6 separate regions of the Mus musculus genome follow, and regions 2, 3, 4, 5 and 6 are each linked to region 1. A link is a contact called in public Hi-C, HiChIP or PLAC-seq and promoter capture Hi-C data. All regions are on one chromosome and are shown on one strand. Each heading gives the region's core, a stretch centred on a gene start, on an enhancer-like site or on the middle of the called end of the contact. The rest is flanking DNA. Distances are from core to core; before and after follow the strand shown.

Region 1 (3,286 bases), core at 215-2,714:
CCTTTCCCCTCAGTGACCTAGCAAACGGGTCAGTAGGGGAGACATTAATGTATTACTTAGGACGGGAAGGGTTGTGCAAAGCCTTGGCCTGGACCCAGATAGGAACAGGAAGTGTGCTAGGTACATGTAATTCCGGCAAGTTCAAGGCCATCTCCTGCTAGCTGGAGGCTGGTGGGGACTATGTGTTTCAAATAAATAAATAAATAAATAAATAAACATCCCAAATGGCCCAGTTGACATCTGTCAACACTGCGTGTGTGTTGTACTAGAGTCCTCATGGGTCCCCATAAAATCAGTGAAGAGTACACTGTGTTGTCCTTGGCGCCCTTCCAGACCAGAGACCAAGTCACTGAGCAGCCCTTGGACTGAAGTGAGGTTGCAGAGCTGAAGGACAGGCCTGGGGCCCTGAGCTAGTCCTAAACCGCCTTCAGGATCTGCATCATTTGCCGTAAAGTCTGGGCTGGCCTTGAACAGTCCTGCCTCTACCTCTTGAATGCCGGATTATAAGCATAATCGCCATGCCTGCCTTAGTCTCTATTATAAGCACAGTACATACTTCATCTCTCAACAAGCCAAGGCAAGCATTACTACAATCCCCATGGGACAGATAAGGAAGACATGGAGGCACACAACGTTTAATAATTGCTCACGGTGGTGAATCGGGCATTTAGCCCCAGGCATCTGGGCATTGCAGCTTGAGCTCTGCCACCCTCAGGCTAAGCACCCCTGTTCAGTAGTGAAAACAACCTTCAAAGGAAATGCTAACCTCACGATGTGCCTGAAGAAACAGGGGTGGGAATGCAGATTAGGGTTAAAGGTCAAACAACTGGAAAGGGTTAAAGCCAAGATCCAGACTCAGTCCCATCTACCTGCAAACCCTGGATCTACCCGTGGCTCAGCATACCTGGTCCCTGCTTGCTCAGGAACTGCTTCCAGACAGTTAGCACTTGTGTCTAGCTCGCCTGGGTGGCCCGTGATGGGCTAAAATATCATCACAATTGTAAAGTCCCAGTAAGGAATCATTCTAAGTATTAAAGCTATAATGTCTGGACTCAGACCCTCTCCCTCAGTCTCCTCCCTCAGCATGCAGGTCAGGCTCGGCTTAGAATTCCGTGTGTTTAACCAGAAGCCTCTGGGATAGTTTGGCTAAGATAGGCCTCACAGGGCTTTCTCCTTTGCCAATACCGACAGCATAGTCAGAGAGGTCTCTCTCACAGGTCCCTCCTCATAATGCCCCTCACTCCAGGCTCCTAGTGGTGTTTGACAGTCTCGAGGCCATGTTACTCTTGAAAGCACACACACCAAAGAAGGCTCTCCAAGTCCTACACTCAACCCACACTAACACAGAGCCTCTATCCGGGACACTTGGTCTCCAAAGCTACAGCCACAGCTATACCAGACCATAGAGGTCCCGGGCTCGGCCCCGCCCCCAGCGCCGGCCCCGCCCCTAACGCCGGCCCCGCCCACACTTCCGTCGTCTCCTGCAAGGCCAGCCTGGTACGTGTTTGCTGCTGCGGGTCTTATGAAACCGGCGCGACTCATGAAGGTGTTCGTCACTGGCCCGTTGCCTGCCGAGGGCAGGGCTGCGCTCGCCCAGGCCGCAGAGTAAGCGCCCGCGTCGGTACGGGGGCTGCAGCCGTGCCCCTGGCACGCTGTCCTGTCCACCTAACCTCAAACACCCCTGCACCCATGGAGACACGCCGCTAGGGCTTCCAGAGCTGTCCCAGGGCTGGGGGCCACCTCTCAAGAGCCGGGTGCCTGGCAGGCAGGCGAAGCGGAGCCAGGACCCGAGAGGGTGGCTCTGGCGCATGGGGACTTTGCTCAGGTGTTGCCAGCTGTGTCCCCAAGGGGCTGGCTTGGAGTTTGGGGCCGTAGTTCTCCGGGAGGCAGCTTGCTCCGGGCCCCAGGCTATTGGTCTCCATGTTTCAGTGAAGTGAGATTGCCTATGGGGCAAGGTGCAGGCTGTGAATTTTACCCACTGAGGGTTAGCTGGCAGGCAGAAGTAGTGTTCAGGGACTATGACAGTCATTGGCTTGCCTCCTTGGATACTCGATGGGGCCATTTGATGACTGTTCTCTTCCTATTGAACCTTGTTTAGTGGGTAGCCTTGCCAGGAGCTGTGAACACAGACTGTGAAGTCAGCTTTAGAATTTCTGCATCACTTGAAAACAGTCTGGATGGGCTTGTTGTACCTTGCCCTGGGGTCACTCAGCTCCAGGTGGCAGGCCTGGCCCTTATGCTTAGTCCTCATCCGCTGCAGGCGGGTCACTTTGTCCTGCCGGCTTTGTGTTACCATGCCAGTTTGGGAGGAGGTGAGAGTGCTCGGCAGTCAGTTTTTGTTTGTTTGTTTCCTGATTTTTTTTTTTCAAGACAGGATTTCTCTGTGTAGCAGCCCTGCCTGTCCGGGAACTGGCTTTGTAGATCAGGCTGCCCTTGAACTTATAGAGATCCGTCTGCCTCTGCGTTTTGAATGCTGGGATTAAATTCTGATGGTTTGGGGACTGTGACTTGTTTCGAAATTTTTTCTAGCACAGTACAGTTTTTCCCAAGGACTTGTTTTGTTGGTACTTTTGGTGCTGAGGAGCAGAGACAGATGGACCTGGGGACCTGCCAGCCACTGTCCAGTGTCTCCTGTGTGCACACACCTGGACTGCTCTGAGTGCAACGGAAGGGTTTGGAGGAGCACCTCACATTTGAGGCTACTAAGGAAGCACACTCAAGTGCTCCCGTGACCAGAGGAGCCTTCAGCTCTTGTCAGTGTTCCCCACTTTGGCAGCACTTCACCCCCTCCTCAACTACACTCCAGACAGTTCTGAGGCTCCCCACGAATGACCTTAACAAAGGCTAGCCTAAGGCCATAGCAGGTGGAAGGCCATGTTTGCTAGCTGTGCATGCTGTAGGACCTCGGAGGCTCCCTGCATCCTTTGAGTGGCTGCCTTTTGCTTCCAGCTGTGAGGTGGAACAGTGGAATTCGGATGACCCCATCCCCAGAAAGGATCTGGAGCAAGGTGTGGTGGGGGCCCATGGCTTGCTCTGCCGCCTCTCTGACCGTGTGGACAAGAAACTTCTGGATGCCGCAGGTATGTCCTGAGTCAGCCTGAGCAAAGTTCTGAGGTCGGGGGAGGGTCTTATCAGGGCAAGCACTTCAGCTCTCTGCAGCCGGCCTTTGAGCTGATCTGATGTATTTTCCTGTCTTCTGAGGGTGTCCCCAACAGTAGCTCTACCTGGCCCGTGTTGTCCCCAATCTGGCTTTTAAGTTTCCAGGAGGCTCCAAGAGGGCAAAGAC
Region 2 (3,286 bases), core at 261-2,760, 430 kb after region 1:
CAGTGTGCAGTGTTCTGATAAGAGTTTAGAAGGCTCATCAAGTAAGGAGCTAACTGCCAATCAGCTCAATCGAGAGGTGGGAGAAAAATTCTGGAAAGTTGTCCTCTGACCTCCATTCAAGCGCCTTGGCACATTAGAGCCCCCCAACCTCCCTCCCCAAATATATATATATAAACTTTAAAACATGGCATGTTTTATAACAACACTCAGATCACTAACTTAACTCTGATAAACTGGTTCCTATTTAAATACTTCCAAATGATAATCTTTTGCAACTTACTATAAAATGTATTTACTACGACTGCTCTAGTTTGCTGTAAGGCACCGAACCTAACACAAGGGAGCAAAATCCACTTTGATCCAATAAGGGTCAAACTTCTGTGATGTAAGCACAGTGTAAATTCTAAATACTCAATGTAACTTTCAGCCCACAGGGATATGCAAAAGCCAGATATGACCTTAGTACAAAGGTCTTTGACCAAAAACAGGGCAAAGGGTGACTGTAATTCTTAAAAGACGTGAATTCCCACTAGTCAGCAGGTCTGAGTCAGCATACAAAACCAGGGTCAGGCAGGGTTCAAGTGCTAGTTACAGCAGGATTTTACCACTGCAAATGCAAAGCAACAGCTGTGACAAAAAAACCCATTATCTTAGCTTCTATCTGACAAAGGAGACTAGAGTCAATTCTTGTCAGAAGTGTCATGTCGCCCTAAGAAACGCTAAGGGTGACGACTCTGGTTTCTCATGTGCCCTGGATCCGAGTCTTCAAATCCTTTCAAAGCAAAGGCGCCGGAGATCCATTTTGGTACGGTAACTCCACACACAATTCATTCTGCTCAATAGACAACAGGTAAAAACTGACAACCAGAAGGTGGGCACTAGGACCAGCTGGGCAGCCTGTAGGGGCCAAGACAAAGGTTAAGCTAAAAGTCGTAAACATGGCCGAGGCGCTGCCATCCTCTACCTAAGCTAGCTACAACAATCCGCACAGAAGGGAACAATTGACGCCCGCCCACCCACCCGCCCGCCTTAGACTCTTTCCTGCGTGATGAAACATGGTGCCTCGGAACGAGCATTCTCCAGGCTTCCATCTGCCCACTCGGGGAGGACGGAGAGGCGCTGGGCGGAATGGCCAGCACCACCGGATACCACGGGCCGCCGCGATCCCGCGGGTGGCAGACAAAGGGAACCACGGGCCACCGCGATCCCCCGGGGCCTGCATCTCCCGAGCTGTGGGCGCCTCCCTGCCGGAGCGCGCCGCAGCACCACAGGGCCCTCGGCCGGAGCCGGGCCGCAGCTGCCGGGACCCGGACGCGTGGAGAGCGCAGGACCTGGAGCTCGGCAGCCCGCGACCCTGCTTCAAGCCTCCCTTCTCTCTGGCCCGAAGCTAGGGCAGCACAGCGGCCTCCGCTCCCCACCGCACCCCACCCAGGACTCACCCACGGCCCGGGGCGCAAGCCCGCAGGACGGCTGGCGAGCGAGCCCGCGCCCGCGCAGGCGCAGACTGGTCCGACCCAGGCAGGGGCGGGGCGGGGCGGGGCGGGACGTCGTCGAGCCACGTGACCAGGGCCCTGCCTCGCTCAGGGTCTGGGTAGCGCTATAGCTGCCTTGTACTGCGTCCGGTCCGGTACTGACTCTTGTCGCACCTTTTGCCAGGCTGTGGGGGTGCCGCTAGTCTCCCCGCCCCCCTGACTTAAGCTGAAGTTATACGGTGGCCTCGTTGTTCCACAAAACAGCAAGCGCGTCATTTAGCGTGTAGTCTGTTGAGATCCAGGGCTGTAGATAGCGCGTGCGTGGAGGCGCGAAAGCTTCTGATGAGGCGATCTCAAAGCTTGGTGGAGAGCTCTTTGTCACCGCACTTCACAGGACACCTGAGTTGTACATGAGGTCATACAGCTAGCCTCTTTTTCCTTAGATGCACACACAGTTTGTGGAGTCTTGGAAGGAGAACCCTGCTGTGAGTTAGGAGAGCCGGGTCAGAATTATAGCCGTGACATCCCTTGAGTGACTTTTGGCAAGTTATTCGTCTCTTCCATGAGTGGGTTCCTCCATGTTGTGACATTTGAACAATGGTTCTGATTTGCAGAACCACAGGCGATAAATGTCAGTGGACAGAAAGGACAAAGTCAGCCTTCGTGGGCAGGCTCTTCAGCAGACTCCTGAATGTGCGACCAGCTTGCCTCTTAGGACTGGGATTATCTCACCATTACACACCGTTCCAGGTGGGTGACCCAGCCTGCTTAGTGTTTACAGGTTTCTGAAGCTGTCGGAAACCACGCCTCCTAGGCCACGCCTTCTAGCGTCAGCAAACGGGAGTGTCAATCTTGGTATTTCAAAGCCTCCTTTAAGGAAGTTTGCCTAGAGATCCAGTCAATGAGTTCCTAAGAGGAAAAAAAATTACAAAACATTTCTTTTTTAAAAGAAAATAGATTTATTCTACTGTTAGCACATGTGTATAAGTACCCAGAGAGGCCAGAATAGGGCTTCAGATTTCTTGATCCTGGAATTATTAAAGGCTGTGAACTGTCCCATGTGGGTGCCAGACTCAAGAAGAGTATATGTTCTTTTCTTTTTCTTTTTCTTTTTCTTTTTCTTTTTTTTTCCAGAGCTGAGGACCGAACCCAGGGCCTTGTGCTTGCTAGGCAAGCGCTCTACCACTGAGCTAAGTCCCCAGCCCCTTTTTTTGTTTGTTTGTTTGTTTGGTTTGGTTATTTTCGAGACAGAGTTTCTCTGTATAGCCCTGGCTGTCCTGGAACTCACTCTGTAGACCAGGCTGGCCTCGAACTCAGAAATCCACCTGCCTCTGCCTCCCGAGTGCTGAGATTAAAGGTGTGCGCCACCAACGGCCCGGCACAGTGTATGTTCTTAACTGAGTGACCAAGCAACCTCTCCAGCACCCAACCCTCAAGTCTTAAAATAAGTTCCTGATTTTGGGTTGGGCCACACTGCTAGTGTCCTCTGCCACACGTACAGTCATGGCTCCCTGAGGAGGTGCCAGCTGTGCAGCAGGTACCTCCAAGGGAGGTCAGAGTCTGATGGACCCAAAGCCTACAAAAGCAGAAGTATGAGAGGCTTTCCCCTTGAGAAGGTGTGGGAACAAAAAAACGGGGCCCGGGGGAAGTGGGAAAAGGGAAAAAAGGCCCACACCCCGCCAGAGTTTCCCTATCCTATGACCACCGGGGTTCAGACCTCAGCTCGACTGGAGACCAGCCTGTCTGTGCAGAGCCCAGTGCCCCACAATAAGGAACCAGGGACAGATTCATGGGGTAAGAGGTGTTTGAACTGG
Region 3 (3,286 bases), core at 631-3,130, 360 kb after region 1:
GTCCTCTGTCAGTGCTCTTAGCCGCTAAGCCATCTCTCTGGCCCCTAAAGGCAGCATGCCAACAGGAAGAGGCACAGCTGAATTTGAGTGCGATTTTTAGTGCTCTCTCAGGTTTTATTTTTACTGATATTATAGAATCATGGTCTTTTTTTTTTTTAAGTTTGATTTTTATTTATACAAGTACACTGTCGCTGTCTTCAGACACACACCACAAGAGAGCATCAGATCCCATTATAGATGGTTGTGAAGCCACCGTGTGGTTGTTGGGAATTGAACCCTGGTCCTCTGGAAGAGCAGTCAGTGCTCTTAACCTCTGAGCCATCTCTCCAGCCCTAGGGTCATAGTTTTAATGTAATATGCTCTTATTTTAGGTTTCAGTAAAAATATCTGGAATAAATGAATATTCACATATTAAATACAAGCATTTTTAAAACCACATATTACTAACTTACTTATTCTGTGCTATAACCACCATTGCCTTGAGCTTATTCACAATTTAACTTTTTGAGAGTCATTATGACATGAACAGAGAACATGTAAACTTATAAACTCTTGTTTATTCCAATTTTCTTTCCTTAGATTCTCTAAATTGTCAGTGAACATGGTTAGTTTTTTCTTCTTCTTTTCTACGGTACTAGGGGTTGAAGTTAGGGCTTCACACACGTTAGATAAACGTTCCACCGCTGAACCACATCCTCAGCCCAGTGAACAGCTCTTCAATGCCTTTGGGACCTTAGTATGCTTTTCATGGGGAATGCCCTGCACTGTGAAATCTGATTATGTGGAGCCAATTCAGACCGAATGATGATTTCTTGATTTTCTGTCTAAAGTTCAACCATTGAATATCTAAGTCCCTTTCTGCAGACATCTTCCAGGTCTGTCTTCACGGGTTGGCACATCCTCCAGGTTTATATCACAGTCACTAAAACGTAAACTCCCTACAACGCTACAGACCTACAGAATTGGTTGGGGTTTATTTTGTTTTGTTTGTTATCTATCTGCCTTTCCTTTTACCTCGGGCTATCCTTTTTGAGGACTAAACTTCCCTGCACTGGAAACCTCTATTCCCTGTTAATGAGTTCCCTGAAAAGAGGTACTCAGCAGCTGGAGCAGAGAGGAATATCGTCAGGGGCAGCAGGAGCGGAGACAGGGGAATATCATCAGGGGCAGCAGGGGCGGAGACAGGGGAATATCGTCAAGGCCCGGGCAGTGCTTGGCAGATGTAGTATGAGTATGACGGACAGTGGGCTCTGGCTTTGTGGATTTGAATTGATTGATCTCTAGCTCCCCTCATTTACTCCTAGCTGCACGTATGTTCTTTTTGCGGGGAAGAGAAGAAGGCTCTAACCCTGATAAAGATTTCCCTTACTGTGCAGCAACCAAGATTTGGGCAGATATGTATGACATCAATAGATTCCTTTAGTCTAGGCCCTGTACAGTCCAATGCTTTTTAAATTCGACTGCTCTTGAATCTTTATAGAGTTCTAGGCTGAGTAAGTAGGCAGTGTGCCAAGAGCTTTACTGTGTGACCTACATATAATACAGTAATCACCGTCCCCTCCCCCAGCCCCTCTTGCTGCTCCATTTCAGTGTAAGGACAACAGTAGATAATCCGACCCAGTCTGGTAGGACTGGTCCGGCACACAGCCAGCCAGTGCTCCCTGACAGCTGAGGGCCGACTCTCTGCTGGTTGTAGTCGGGTTCTGTGTGCCCTACATTGCACACACAGGGCTCGTGGATCCTGACTTCACAGTCCTCCTAGGTTGTGGCGCACCCGGCGGTGGTGTCCCTGCTTTTACGTCCCCGGCAGAGGGCAGCCTAGCGGCGGCGCGGGTTTCCCAGCCGGCGGCTTTAGGGCGCGACACCCGGAAGTGGCGGCTGGAGCGGGAGCGCTGAGTTGTCGGGCGGCGGGACAGCGGCCCGGAATAGGGGGCGGGGGCGTTGGTCATGTTTCCCTTCGGGCCCCACAGCCCGGGCGGGGACGAGACGGCTGGAGCCGAGGAGCCGCCGCCTCTCGGAGGGCCGGCGGCAGCTTCCAGACCGCCCTCTCCAGCTCCGCGACCGGCGTCTCCGCAGCGAGGAGCTGACGCGGCCTCTCCCCCGCCGGTCGCCGGGAGCCCTCGCCTCCCGGGCGGCCCCGCGGTGTCCCCAGCCGAGCGCGCCGGAGAGTTCGCGGCTCCCGGAGCTCTGGAGTTGTCCGCCGCCACCGCGTCGGCGTCGCAGGCAAAGCTGTCACCCTCCTCCTCGCCGCGCAGACGCTCGAGGCCGGACTGGAGGGCGGGCGGGCGGAGCCGGCAGGGCCTCGGCGCAGGCCTGGGCGGCCCCGGGGCCAGACTGTTCGGGTGGCTGAGAGAGCGAAGCCTCGGTCGCGGGCTGTTCGTGGACCCGGCTCGGGACAATTTCCGCACGATGACTAACCTGTATGGGTCCATCCATCCCGCAGACTCGGTGTACCTCAGCACCCGCACCCACGGTGCTGTCTTCAACCTCGAGTACTCTCCGGACGGGTAAGCTCCTACACCCCAGCGGGCTCCCTCCGCTCAGGCTGGCCGCAGCCGCTGGCCTTCGTGCCCCCCGGTACTTTGTCACCTATGAGCCCTGGCCTGGCCTGTTGGGATAGGCAGGCCCAGTGCTTCCCTTCGGGGTCCTGGAGGCTCGGGGAAAGAGAACTACTTTTAAGCCGTCGCTTCAGGTCAGTCGGAGCCAGTACACAACTAGGGCGTTCTGGTACACCAAAACAAATAGGCTTTAAAGAAATGCTCGTCGTTTTCCTGTGATCCTCAGTTGGCTTTGTTCTGATCTGAATTTATGTGAAAGGTAGAAAACTTGCAGACTCTTTGGACCGTGTGCCAGATCCTGCCACGAAGGAGACAAATGAAGGCTTTAGAAAGACACTAAGACTGCAGAAATCCGCTTCTCAGGGTTTGGGCCATTTTGTGGGATAGACTGCATGCTTAGACTGCTAAGATGATTGCTCTTGGTTTACTTCAAGCCATAGGGAATTTTCAGACTACCCCAGGGAAATTTAGTAGTACTCTGTCTTGTGAGTGCACAAGTTTAACAACAAGTTTAAAATACTGCTTGTGGCTCCACGGTAAGATGACATAATAACATTCTTATCACAATATATCAAGACTACATATATATTAAAACATTATAAAACAACCGGTAAACTATATTAAAAGGAGAAGAAAATAGGCTTGAAGGGGGGGAAGCGACTAAGTTAAATCATAATGATGAGGACTCAGCTCTATTTGGAATCTTTCATGGGTATTTACATAAAGAT
Region 4 (3,286 bases), core at 297-2,796, 320 kb after region 1:
ACTCCTTCCTTTCATTCATCATTTTTTCCACAGATACTAAGAGCAGCCAGCCAGTAAAATCATTTTCCGATTTTTTCCCCATCTTGTAGAAAGCTTTGTGCACTGAATCACCTAATTCATTAAGAAAATCAAGGTCATTAGCTTCTTTAAGTTCAGAATATAGTTTCAACCATGGGTCTTCAAAATTCTCTGAGCTCCCAGGAGGGAGAGAATCTGGAGAGGTTTCAATAGTTGAAAGTGCTGGTGGATCAACAAGCCAATTCCAGTATTTTAAAAGATTCATCCTTGTACTTCTGTTACTCTAGAACCACTCCTGGTACCAACTTCTGTATTAGTCAGGGTTCTCTAGAGTCACAGAAGTTATGGATAGTATCTAGATAGTAAAGGAATTTATTGATGACTTACAGTCGGCAGCCCAATTCCCAACAATTGTTCAGTCGCAGCTGTGAATGGAAGTCCAAGGATCTAGCAGTTACTCAGTCTCACGCAGCAAGCAGGCGAAGGAGCAAGAGCAAGAGCTAGACTCCCTTCTTCCAATGTCCTTATATTGTCTCCAGCAGAAGGTGTAGCCCAGATTAAAGGTGTGTCCCACCACACCTTTAATCCCAGATGAAAGGCGTAGCCCAGATTAAAGGTGTGTTCCTTAAACTCGGAGATTCAATCTTCTGGAATCCATAGCCACTATGGCTCAAGATCTTCAAACCAAGACCCAGATAAGGATCTCCAAGCCTCCAGATAAGGGTCACTGGTGAGCCTTCCAATTCCGGATTGTAGTTCATTCCAAATATTGTCAAGTTGACAACCAGGAATAGCCACTACAGTTGCTCTTGCAGAGAACCTAGGTTTGGTTCCCAGCCCCCACATGACTGCTCATAACTCTCTGTAACTTCAGTTCCGATGGGGGCGGCAGGTTGGAGAGGTGCGGGGGAGTGGGATTCCAATACCCTCTTCTGGTTTTCCCAAGTACCAAGCATGCATGAAATGCACATGTGTATGCAGGCAAAACACCCATACATATGAACAAAAATAAATCTTAAAAAAAGAAAAGTAAAGACAAGACTTGGACTAGTCGCTTCACGCATCTGAGCCTATTTCTGAGTTGATATGTGAAGGGAGATGTTCAAGGTATGTAACTAGCCACTAGACTCTTTGCCTGCTAAGTCTTGTCTGCGCTTTGAACTTGGACAGCCTGGCGGCAGAAGGACCACTGTGTGCTCAGGAAAGGGCTGTGCTAGCTCATAGTCCCTGCTGGTTGAAGGGAAACCCAGGGAATCTTAAGGGCCCCATACTGACCAAAAAGACAAAGTAGGTGGTTTAGAGCTTGGTTTAAAGTCGCCAGAAAGCCACTAGTCACCTGTTTGAGCTATGTAAGGTTTACGAGGACTTGGAATTGCCATCGTCAACTAACAGACAGATAACCCAGAGTATAGAAGCCCAGCCAATCTACTGGTATCATCTAGTGCGTTGTTAGACTGAAAACTACAACTCCCAGAATGCCACTCAAAGCTGATCAGGAACCGGAAGTGGCTTTGGGGCGGGACCAACTGTGTTCTCTTCTGAGCAAGGTGTGTTAGGTAAGCCAAGATCTGGTTCTGAGGGTTGGCTAGAGACTGCGGGGTCCCACCGAGACGCCTAGGCACCCCACAGCCCTGGGGAGTCTGGGTCTTGCCTTTCCTCGGTCGCAGCACGCGAGTCAGTGTGACCCGCGTTCCCTGCAGCCTGGGATCTAAGCAGGTGTTCTGGTGCTGAAGGTGGTTGGGCTCAGAATGAGAAAATGAGAGACCTATGCAAACAGGATGATTGGACACTTAGCGACGGCGTTTGTGCTCATCAGGTGGGACTTGGGCTAGAAAAGGTCTAAGGCGGAGACGGCGGTGTTAACTCCAAGTATTTATTGAGAGTCTGAGTAAACGGAACATTTAATTTTATTGGAACGGTGTGAAAAAATCAGACAAAAAATAAGTAGGTGGTGTTGGATAGTGAAAATATGCCTGATCTGAGGACGTGTGAGACTAAGGGAAGAGCATGTGGGCAGAGATTAACAGTTTATGTAGACATTGGGATATTTAGTATGTTTGGGAAATAGGTAGGTCACAGTTTATGCAGACATCGGGATATTTAGTATGTTTGGGGAATAGGTATACCACAGAGCGTAAAAGAAAATGATGGAGGAGGGGCTACCAGGAAAGATGGCTCTTGCTGAGGATGGGAGTTTAGTTCTCAGCACCCATGTCTGGGCGACTCATGACTGCCTGTAACTTAAGCTCCAGACACCTGTACTGAACTGATGCACACATAGCCACATACATAATTTTTAAAAATAAAATGGCTCTGGTGTGGTGGTGCAAGCCTTTAATTCGGGAGGCAGAGGCGGGCAGATCTCCGTGAGTTCTAGGCCACCCTGGTCTCCAGAGGGAGTTCCAGGATAACCAGGGTACAGAGAAACCTTGTCTCAAAAAACAAACAAACGAATGAATGAATGAATGGATGGATGAATGGTTGGATGGATGAATGTGGGAGGCAGAGACAGGGCAGATTTGTGAGTTGGAGGCCTGCCTGGTCTCCAACCAGTATATAGCAAGTTCAAGGCCAGCTAGGGCTACATAGTGAAACCCTGTCTATAAATAAACAAACAAACAAATAAATATAAATAAATAAATAGAATCCTCTAGAAAAAAGAAAGTTGACAGAAGGGAGAGAGCCCTTAGTGATCTGTGCAGATAGTGTGTAGATTTTGGATTACGGTGAGTGAAATAGAAAATGCTGCTGACTCTGGCCAGAAGAGTGGTGTAATTCTCAAACATTTAGATGCTCTTATATATCTGCTGCTACATACTTGTGAATATATATATTTCACAGATTTATTTTGAGACAGGGTCCCAGGTAGTTTAGACTAACCTCAAAGTCTTTATGTAGCCAAGGATGAACTTGAACTTGAGCCGTGAACTTCTGACCCTCCTGTTTCTTTTTTCGTTGTGCTAGTAGTACCTAAGCTGTCACAGCTGGTTTATGTTATGGGTTTGAGACAAGGGCTTTATGCATGGTAGGCACACGCTCTCCTGAGTTACTTCCCTGGTCCTAGGATGCTCTTTACTGTGTGAGGTTCACTATAAGTTCTTGAAGGATTTGTTTGTAGAGTAGGGAAATGGGAGGACCTGTTTGAGTTACACTCAAAGCAGTTGAAAGTTGGAACCTCATAAAGATGGAATGGATGTCACCACCAAATCCCCAGGATATACCATCACTGTGTCGGTTCATTAGTAACCATTGAGTGACTAAGGCTCAG
Region 5 (3,286 bases), core at 464-2,963, 310 kb before region 1:
GGTGTAAGACAGTGCCTCTCCTGCTAGATTTTCAGTTTAGAAAACAGCTTTTATCTCAACATGTGTTGTTTATTATTATTTTAATAGGTCAATAAATAATTCAATTTTACTCCTTAATTAGTCCTCAATAAATTTTTTTAAGTTTAAAGGGGCCCCAAAACCTGAGAACTGCTTGTCATATATCCCTAGGCATCCCTGAACACAAATGCAGGGCACGGGAGCTAGAGTCTGGGGAAATATGGGAGGCCTGGGCTAAGCAGGCATGTAAATAGAGGGAGGTGGGAGGATCATCAGCTCTGGCTCCCACATAGGCAGGCTCTCTCTCTCTCTCTCTCTCTCTCTCTCTCTCTCTCTCTCTCTCTTTCTCTCTCTCTCTCTCTCTCTGAATCAAAGTGAAACTTAGGAACCAGAACTGGGAGGAACTGAAACCTAACCCCCCCACACCCATGGGGCAGGCCCCATGTCTGAGGGAAAGGCCCACGAAGCCCCACAAGAGACCACCTGGCCTCTTCAACCAGGATCCCCTTACAGCTAGTTGGCTGCCTGGGGGGGTCTCAGCTGAATCGATGATGGCTTCAAAAGCTGGATGAGAAAGAAGAGCCAACCAGACTGGGAACTAGACATACAGCCCTTAGCATCTCTGTGGCCCCAACACGTTCTTCGGTGATGCCAAAGCTTCTTGTCCCGGAGTATATAACCCTGTGCTGGACTGCCCACACCTCTGACTTCAAGGGTGCACACACACACACACTTGCACACAAGCAGACACACCCCCTGGCCCCTGCTGAGGCCTGCCACCCATGGTCTTCGGCTAGACAGAACTCCTTTCTCTAGGGTCTGGACTTAGATTCTAGAAGCATTAGGTTCTTGGAGCTTAGAAACTAGCACAGTTTCAGGTGCTAGAGCAAGCTGAGAGCAGTCACCCAGAAACCCAAAGGGTGGTTACCCCCAGAGTCCCAGATCTGACTTCACCCTCAGATGAAATCATGACCCACAGCCAGCCCGCTGCCACCAAGCTCTGAACGTTGAGCAGCAGCAACTGAAGAAGACCTTGGTTCTAGCCTGTACAAGAGAACTCAGGGATGAGGCCATCTAGATGACAGTACAGGACATTCCTCACAGAGCCAGGAATGTCCCAACAAGGGCCACAAAGAAACGGCAGGAGCCACCTGCCTGCCCCCTAAAAGCTACTGTGAGAAGGAGTACCTCCCTACAGCCAAAGTTCCCTGCTTTCCAGGGTTCCATGCTGACCCCGGAAGCATGTGTGGGCTTAGCGAGTTGTGAAGGTCAGATAGCCAGCATTGGACACCTACTCTAAGCCAGCTACGGACAACCCAGACAGGCTGGCTACGCAACTTCTTGGGCAGCCCGTGCCAGAGGGAGAGTTCTGCTGCGTGATGGCAGAGAACACACGGGTCTGGAAGCTCTGAGGAGTGAGAGGAGGGCTAGGGAGAAGCTCAGGTGAGAATCAGCGGGGGAGCCCCTCACGCCACAATAGGGCACCTTACCTAATAAGGTCACAATGGCTCTTAACAGCGATGACCACAGAGGACATCAAGGGTTTTCTGAGGATCCAGGTTTTCTAGGGTTTACCATGTGACCTACTTGGACTCCTTCCAGCCCAGCCTGTTTTCTCACGTGCCAGAACCTCCTAGCTGCTCTCCATGACACAAGCCACAGAAGCCCTGAGACAGACAGCCCTCCAGCCCCAGGCACTCTGATTTTGTCCCCTATCCTGGAGAACAGCGCCTGGTGTGCACCCTGTGCCTGCCTCCATGGGAAACTGAGGCCGTGCTCAGCCCTTTTTTCCTCTATAAAGGAGAGTGGGAAACTGAAGGGAATGGAAGGGTCCTGAAAGAAAAGAAATGTCATGGGGTGGCCCCTGGTTTTGCAACCAACACCTGGGGGCACTGTTGTTCAGCCTAGATGACATGGCCTCCCCAGCTTGCCCTCCTTCCACTCCTTCAGTACCCCCCAGCCCCACCCCAACCCTTGACTGTTATAAACAGGAAATCAGTGGCAGGCAGACCTGTGAGTTTCAGCTTGTACTGTGGCTGGAGCCATCCCACGCCTGAGGCCGCGCCCACCATGACCGTCCCCACATCCTCAAGCCCCCACTGACCATTTATGAAGCCTTTACCCAAACCCCTCAGGGAGCCACTTCCTTTAACCTCACGGTAATCCACTAGGCTCTTGCCACCTGTCCTTTCCAAATGACAAAATACAGGTTCAAAGACCAGATTACTCAAGTTCTCATTACAGCAAGCCCCTACAGGAAGTCCTCAGAGCATTCTAGCCCCGTCTTAAGAATGCCCCAGAACCTGTGGACGCCTCAGCAACCCTGGGTAGCAGGGCTCCCCTGAGATCACAGGCCTGTGAAATCTTGGGGCAAGATCTATAGGCAAAGGCTGCTGCTAACTCCTGACAAAAGGGTCCAGCTTTGTTCATCCCTGTCTCTTCTTTAAAATCTGACAGTTAGCTCCCCGACTCTGTCCATCCTCTGTTCAGAGTGCAGGAAATATGTCCAAGGGAAGGCAGAGAGACCAGAGCCTGTGGCTAGGATGAGTGCTGAGCCTGGTCCTCCCAACCCTTCACACCACAGTCCTCCAGGGGGTTGCTAGGCACAGATGACCTGGGACCTCTGACCAAATGACAGGAGTCGGGGTTGGTAAGAAAGAGAGAGTGAAAAATAAGCAGAGAAAAGAAAGTGTGCCGACTAATACAAAATACACAGAACCAAGAAAACCCAACATGAGAGGCACTCCCAAGTAAAAGGCACCACCAGGGATACAAAAACACCCTAGCAACAGGAACAGTCCTGAGAGGAACCCACAGCCAACTGCCCCAACCTCACTATGGGGTCACACTGAACTTGGCATTATTTTAACAGACTGGCACCTCAGCGTCCTGGCTTTCATTCTGTGCCCTTCCTAAAAAGGCAGCAGTCTGTTTGCAGCATACCTTAGCTGCCTCATCGTGAGTCTCTGGCCCAGCATCGACACGGGGCCTGGATCCTTTGGCTTTCTGAGCTGGTGAAAAGATTCTCACTCCACTGACCTCTTACATTCAAGGCCTTTCAAACTCAGGGGAGGCGGGGAGGGAAGGTCGGGGAGATCTGAATGGGGGCCCTTGAGACCAGCGGAAGAAGGCAGGAGAAGGCCTCGCTGGAGATCAAAGTCCCAGGATGCAGCAGAGGGGCTGCCCTTTCACCCATGGCTGCTATTCAGGGCCCTGCCTGATCCTCCCAAGTCTGGCCTGCCAGCAGCTCCCTCGGACTTTCTGGAGA
Region 6 (3,286 bases), core at 385-2,884, 270 kb before region 1:
GTGTACAGGTTGGCCCAAGAGTCTAAGGAGCAAAACAGGATGGCATACCATGTTATGTCTTAGCATAGACAGAGGCCTACTGCCCTGCCACATCTCAAACATAAACATATCCTGCTACCCACTGCATGGGCCTCTGGGAGGCACAGGGGCACTGTGCCAAGAAGGCCTGTGTACATACAGTAACCCCAGCTGAATGACCAGGCTAGGCTCACATACCCACCCACTTGTGCTCTCCTTCATTGGAGCAGCACCCACAGGACAAAGCCTGAGCATACAGTGTGACATATATACACACACAATGTCAGAGGCTAATCTAGGTGACAGCCTAAAGGCAAGGGATTGGAGTGTGTGTGTGTGTGTGTGTGTGTGTGTGTGTGTACACTGTCAAAATGTCATCAGTAGTCCACAGACTGTTCTTACCTACCAAAGTTGTGCTTGCTGTAGGAGACCCTTGTACACAAATGCTAAATGCAACACTACACTAATGAGACAGTGCACACTGCACAGTGAGAGCTTAATTGCCCTGAATTCACATCACTTTTGATTCTATCTCTCAATATTATAAGACTTAGGCCTGGCAGCACATGTGTTGTATACTATACCCCTAGTAGGCCCCAGAGCTATACCAGTGCTAGAGACAAGCACTTTTGTATGTATTGGTATGTACACATTGGGCAGCTGTTGACATCCAAAAATGGAGGGGTCAGAGAACCACCTCTTTCTTACTTCCAAAATCACTTGGGATATAGAGATGACCAGACCTCTTAAGCAGTAGATGTCCAGTGAGTGAGATGCTTATCAAACTATATACACAGAATTTACACAAACACACATCTTGGAGTCTTAAAAAGAACGCACACAAACACTAACTCATAAACACATGCTAATATGCTCAAGGCAAGATACAAGCTAGTAAAGATGCCAACAGGCGTACAAACTCAAACTGAACACCTATTTGGGGTAACACAAACTCCTGCACACATTGATCTCCTCAAGTGAGCACACAGATCCAAACTTGAACATCTCCAGATTAACACCAACACAAGTATCAGAAACAGAATCAAACAAAACCAAAGAAAACAGGCCTCCTTGAAGACACCTTGACGGACTAGTGAAAACCATGTGAACGCACTGTAGAAGGACAGGCCTTTTCCTGAGAAAACTACACACACACACACACACACACACACACACACACACAAACACACACACCTTTCTTCTTGCATGGATATTAGCATGGATACTAGCACTGGGTAGTGTCCCAGAGTAAGCATGGATGAATCCCGTTTCGCGGTGTTCCTACCTGTCCTGATGGTCCGAGGAGTCGGGTAATTTTTCTCTAAATCCATTTCGATATTTCAGGACTTGATGAAATGGACAGCGAGGAAAAGTTTCCACTTTTTTTGGGGTGTCTTTTTTCCTTTTCTTTCTTTTTTCTTTTCTTTTTTCTTTCTTTGTTTTATTTTCTTTTCTCCCTCTTTTTCTTTCTTCCTTTCCTCTTTCTTTCTTTCTTTCTTTCTTTCTTTCTTTCTTTCTTTCTTTCTTTCTTTCTTTCTTTCTTTTTTTTGGTGCTGGGGCCCGCTCACAAGTCGGAATAATTGAAGCCTTCCGCTCCCCCGCCGAGCTGGGGTAGCTGATCACTGAGCTGAAACTAAACGTTTTAGGTGGAAAAAAAGCGTCCGAAGGCACCGTGAAATGATTAAGGAACTAAAGAGCTTCTCGCCATGTGAGATCATGTCCTGTTCTCGCCAACATCACAAGATGTCCCCAGACACGTCGCGCCCCCGGCGCACCGCCCCGCACTGCGGGCCAAGAACCAGGGAAAGGGTGTCAGCTCTGCGGCCTGCCCAGCGTGCCAGACGGGGCGGACCAGGCCTGGCCGAAGGTGTGCAAGAGGCCCAGAGAGCAGCAATGCCGCCTCGGTGCCGCCTTGGACTTTTATAGGGGGTTGGGGGCAGGGAAGGAAAGATTCAGACTGCGCCCGGCCCGGCGTTAGTCGCGCGCCTAGGGGAAGGAGAACCTGAGTCACAGGGTCGTACCCGCTTCCAAACCTGTGTCTGGGGGTCGCGGCCCTGTGCGCTTTTGCTCTACATGTAAACTCTGCTTTGTGAGGGCCAGTAGGCCCATTTTTTTATTTTAAAGAAAGAACAATTCTGCCAAGCAAGTGGTTTTGAACCCTGTACTAGCACAATTGTCAACCACAGGGGATGCTCCAGCATCCTCAGATTCACCCCTAGGGCGGCGCCCGCCCTCGGGGTTCCCAACTACCCCACCCCCAACTCAATTGCAACCTCCATAGGTCTGCTGGGCTCATCTTCCAGGGCAGCTTCAGATCACTACAGTATCTAGGTCCCATTCAGCCACCAGGTCCCAGATCTCCCCTTTAGAACTCGACCCTTTTTACCCCAGAGCCCAGAGGTTCAGCGGAAAGCTGCTGATAAAACCCGGTCCTCTGCTTTTGGAGCACCCGGGCCAAGCAGAACCATCCTAGCAGGCTCGGAGAACAGGCAAAAATTCTGGACACCTTACCCAGGCCCCTAAATGGAATCCCACTGCCCTCGGGCCAAGAGACCTTGTAGCATCCCCGAGTTCCCAGACTTGATTTTCCAGAGAGAAAATCGGTTGCAGAGGAACTAGGTAAAGGTGTGGTGTCCAACCTCGCTCCCTGCCGTCCGAGCTCAAGCCTCCTCTACTCTGCTCCCTCCCCAGTCTGAATTCCAAGCGGCTGGGTTTGGCCGCGAGAAGCCTATAGAGCCCCGTTGCGGGGGTGGTCGCAGGGGAAGGTTCTCCAGGGCGGGTGAGCGCTCTAGGGCCACTGGACAATGGCAGTTTCGGAAAGTGAATCGCTCTCCGAGAGTGTTTGTTTGATTTTTTTTTTTTTGGAGGGGGGTGGTCACGAGGCTGGGCTGCAACCTAGGGGAGAGAGCCTAGAGTTCGAGGATAGGGGGAGGGGTCAGTGGGCACCGGACATCGCAAATTCACTGAGCAGATTTCGCCACAATTGGAAACGTGGCTGTGGATTCCCGGGAGTCCCCCACCCCCACCAAGTAGTCTGCGTAGTCCCCTGTGCCACCCCTCCCTGCAGCCTGTGGGTCCGGGTCTCATCTGCGGTTTGATTTTTGGCGGTCCTGGAGCTTTAGACTGTCGTCTGCGTCCGGGCCTCTGCTCCCGCTTCCCGCCCTTCCGCCTCGCGGGTGCCGGGAAGCAGCGCTGCGGAGGGGAGGCCTGCCTGCGCCTGGAGATCAAAAGCTCTTTCGGAATTGACAGTTCACCCTGGGCTGGGGCT

What was found. Promoter capture Hi-C pulls out the DNA fragments that hold promoters and counts their contacts. A called contact is a pair of places that touch in the nucleus more often than the background predicts. HiChIP or PLAC-seq counts read pairs in DNA pulled down with a chosen protein or histone mark. Capture Hi-C pulls out chosen DNA fragments and counts their contacts.
Region 2: a contact with region 1 is called in a promoter capture Hi-C map of liver, with 8 times the contacts expected there. The contact joins the promoter of Slc25a51 here to the promoter of Grhpr in region 1. A contact is called at or near these places in 5 of 39 promoter capture datasets (embryonic stem cells, liver, neutrophils and 1 more), 9 of 484 Hi-C or Micro-C datasets (CD8 T cells, LSK cells, Th1 cells and 4 more), 8 of 115 datasets of contacts at active chromatin or transcription factors (double positive thymocytes, extraembryonic endoderm stem cells, hepatocytes and 5 more) and 1 of 9 other capture datasets (macrophages).
Region 3: a contact with region 1 is called in a FOXA1 HiChIP or PLAC-seq map of pancreatic cancer cells. The contact joins the promoter of Dcaf10 here to the promoter of Grhpr in region 1. A contact is called at or near these places in 2 of 39 promoter capture datasets (the C10 cell line and neural stem cells), 2 of 15 datasets of contacts at CTCF or cohesin (CD8 T cells and the NIH/3T3 cell line), 3 of 484 Hi-C or Micro-C datasets (B cells, embryonic stem cells and erythroblasts), 9 of 115 datasets of contacts at active chromatin or transcription factors (the 230-238 cell line, astrocytes, bone marrow-derived macrophages and 3 more) and 3 of 9 other capture datasets (embryonic stem cells, liver and pancreatic islet).
Region 4: a promoter capture Hi-C map of adipose tissue shows a contact between it and region 1, with 3 times the contacts expected there. The contact joins the promoter of Trmt10b here to the promoter of Grhpr in region 1. A contact is called at or near these places in 3 of 39 promoter capture datasets (the C10 cell line, HPC-7-derived erythroid cells and liver), 4 of 15 datasets of contacts at CTCF or cohesin (CD8 T cells, embryonic stem cells and stem cell-derived epiblast-like cells), 34 of 484 Hi-C or Micro-C datasets (B cells, CD4 T cells, CD8 T cells and 20 more), 6 of 115 datasets of contacts at active chromatin or transcription factors (bone marrow-derived macrophages, embryonic stem cells, hepatocytes and 2 more) and 4 of 9 other capture datasets (adipose tissue, embryonic stem cells, liver and 1 more).
Region 5: a Hi-C map of B cells shows a contact between it and region 1, with 35 read pairs. The contact joins the enhancer-like site here to the promoter of Grhpr in region 1. A contact is called at or near these places in 8 of 39 promoter capture datasets (the C10 cell line, the HPC-7 cell line, cranial neural crest and 4 more), 2 of 15 datasets of contacts at CTCF or cohesin (large pre-B cells and pro-B cells), 10 of 484 Hi-C or Micro-C datasets (B cells, CD4 T cells, the G1E-ER4 cell line and 4 more), 7 of 115 datasets of contacts at active chromatin or transcription factors (the 230-238 cell line, embryonic midbrain, embryonic stem cells and 2 more) and 1 of 9 other capture datasets (embryonic stem cells).
Region 6: a contact with region 1 is called in a promoter capture Hi-C map of pre-B cells, with 4 times the contacts expected there. The contact joins the promoter of Pax5 here to the promoter of Grhpr in region 1. A contact is called at or near these places in 9 of 39 promoter capture datasets (the C10 cell line, embryonic stem cells, epiblast stem cells and 3 more), 1 of 15 datasets of contacts at CTCF or cohesin (large pre-B cells), 14 of 484 Hi-C or Micro-C datasets (the 63-12 cell line, B cells, CD4 T cells and 5 more), 10 of 115 datasets of contacts at active chromatin or transcription factors (the 230-238 cell line, astrocytes, embryonic hindbrain and 4 more) and 4 of 9 other capture datasets (adipose tissue, embryonic stem cells, liver and 1 more).

Annotation. Positions count from the first base shown.
Region 1 is chr4:44,979,930-44,983,215 of GRCm38.p6, forward strand. It overlaps Grhpr (glyoxylate reductase/hydroxypyruvate reductase), which reads left to right and starts at 1,465. Exons shown (of 9, transcript NM_080289.2): 1 at 1,465-1,605; 2 at 2,950-3,080. The coding sequence starts at 1,523.
Region 2 is chr4:45,407,256-45,410,541 of GRCm38.p6, forward strand. It overlaps Slc25a51 (solute carrier family 25, member 51), which reads right to left and starts at 1,511. Exons shown (of 3, transcript NM_001009949.3): 1 at 1,440-1,511. It overlaps Gm46852 (a long non-coding RNA gene), which reads left to right and starts at 2,135. Exons shown (of 3, transcript XR_001784277.2): 1 at 2,135-2,222.
Region 3 is chr4:45,340,221-45,343,506 of GRCm38.p6, forward strand. It overlaps Dcaf10 (DDB1 and CUL4 associated factor 10), which reads left to right and starts at 1,881. Exons shown (of 7, transcript NM_153167.2): 1 at 1,881-2,507. The coding sequence starts at 1,948.
Region 4 is chr4:45,295,622-45,298,907 of GRCm38.p6, forward strand. Trmt10b (tRNA methyltransferase 10B) reads left to right here and starts at 1,547. Exons shown (of 9, transcript NM_027266.4): 1 at 1,547-1,574.
Region 5 is chr4:44,670,783-44,674,068 of GRCm38.p6, forward strand. The region is part of intron 5 of Pax5 (paired box 5); the gene reads right to left. Among named protein-coding and RNA genes, the nearest start is that of Gm12462, 8.8 kb to the right of the region's middle. RefSeq lists an enhancer at 1-2,308. Within about 2 kb of position 1,714, at least 42 of the 459 cell types and tissues checked have an H3K27ac peak or open chromatin away from gene starts, as enhancers often do. A contact at or near this core is called in the 230-238 cell line, B cells, centroblasts and 1 more, where this site is marked.
Region 6 is chr4:44,709,060-44,712,345 of GRCm38.p6, forward strand. Pax5 (paired box 5) reads right to left here and starts at 1,635. Exons shown (of 10, transcript NM_008782.3): 1 at 1,304-1,635. The coding sequence starts at 1,349. RefSeq lists a promoter at 1,867-3,286.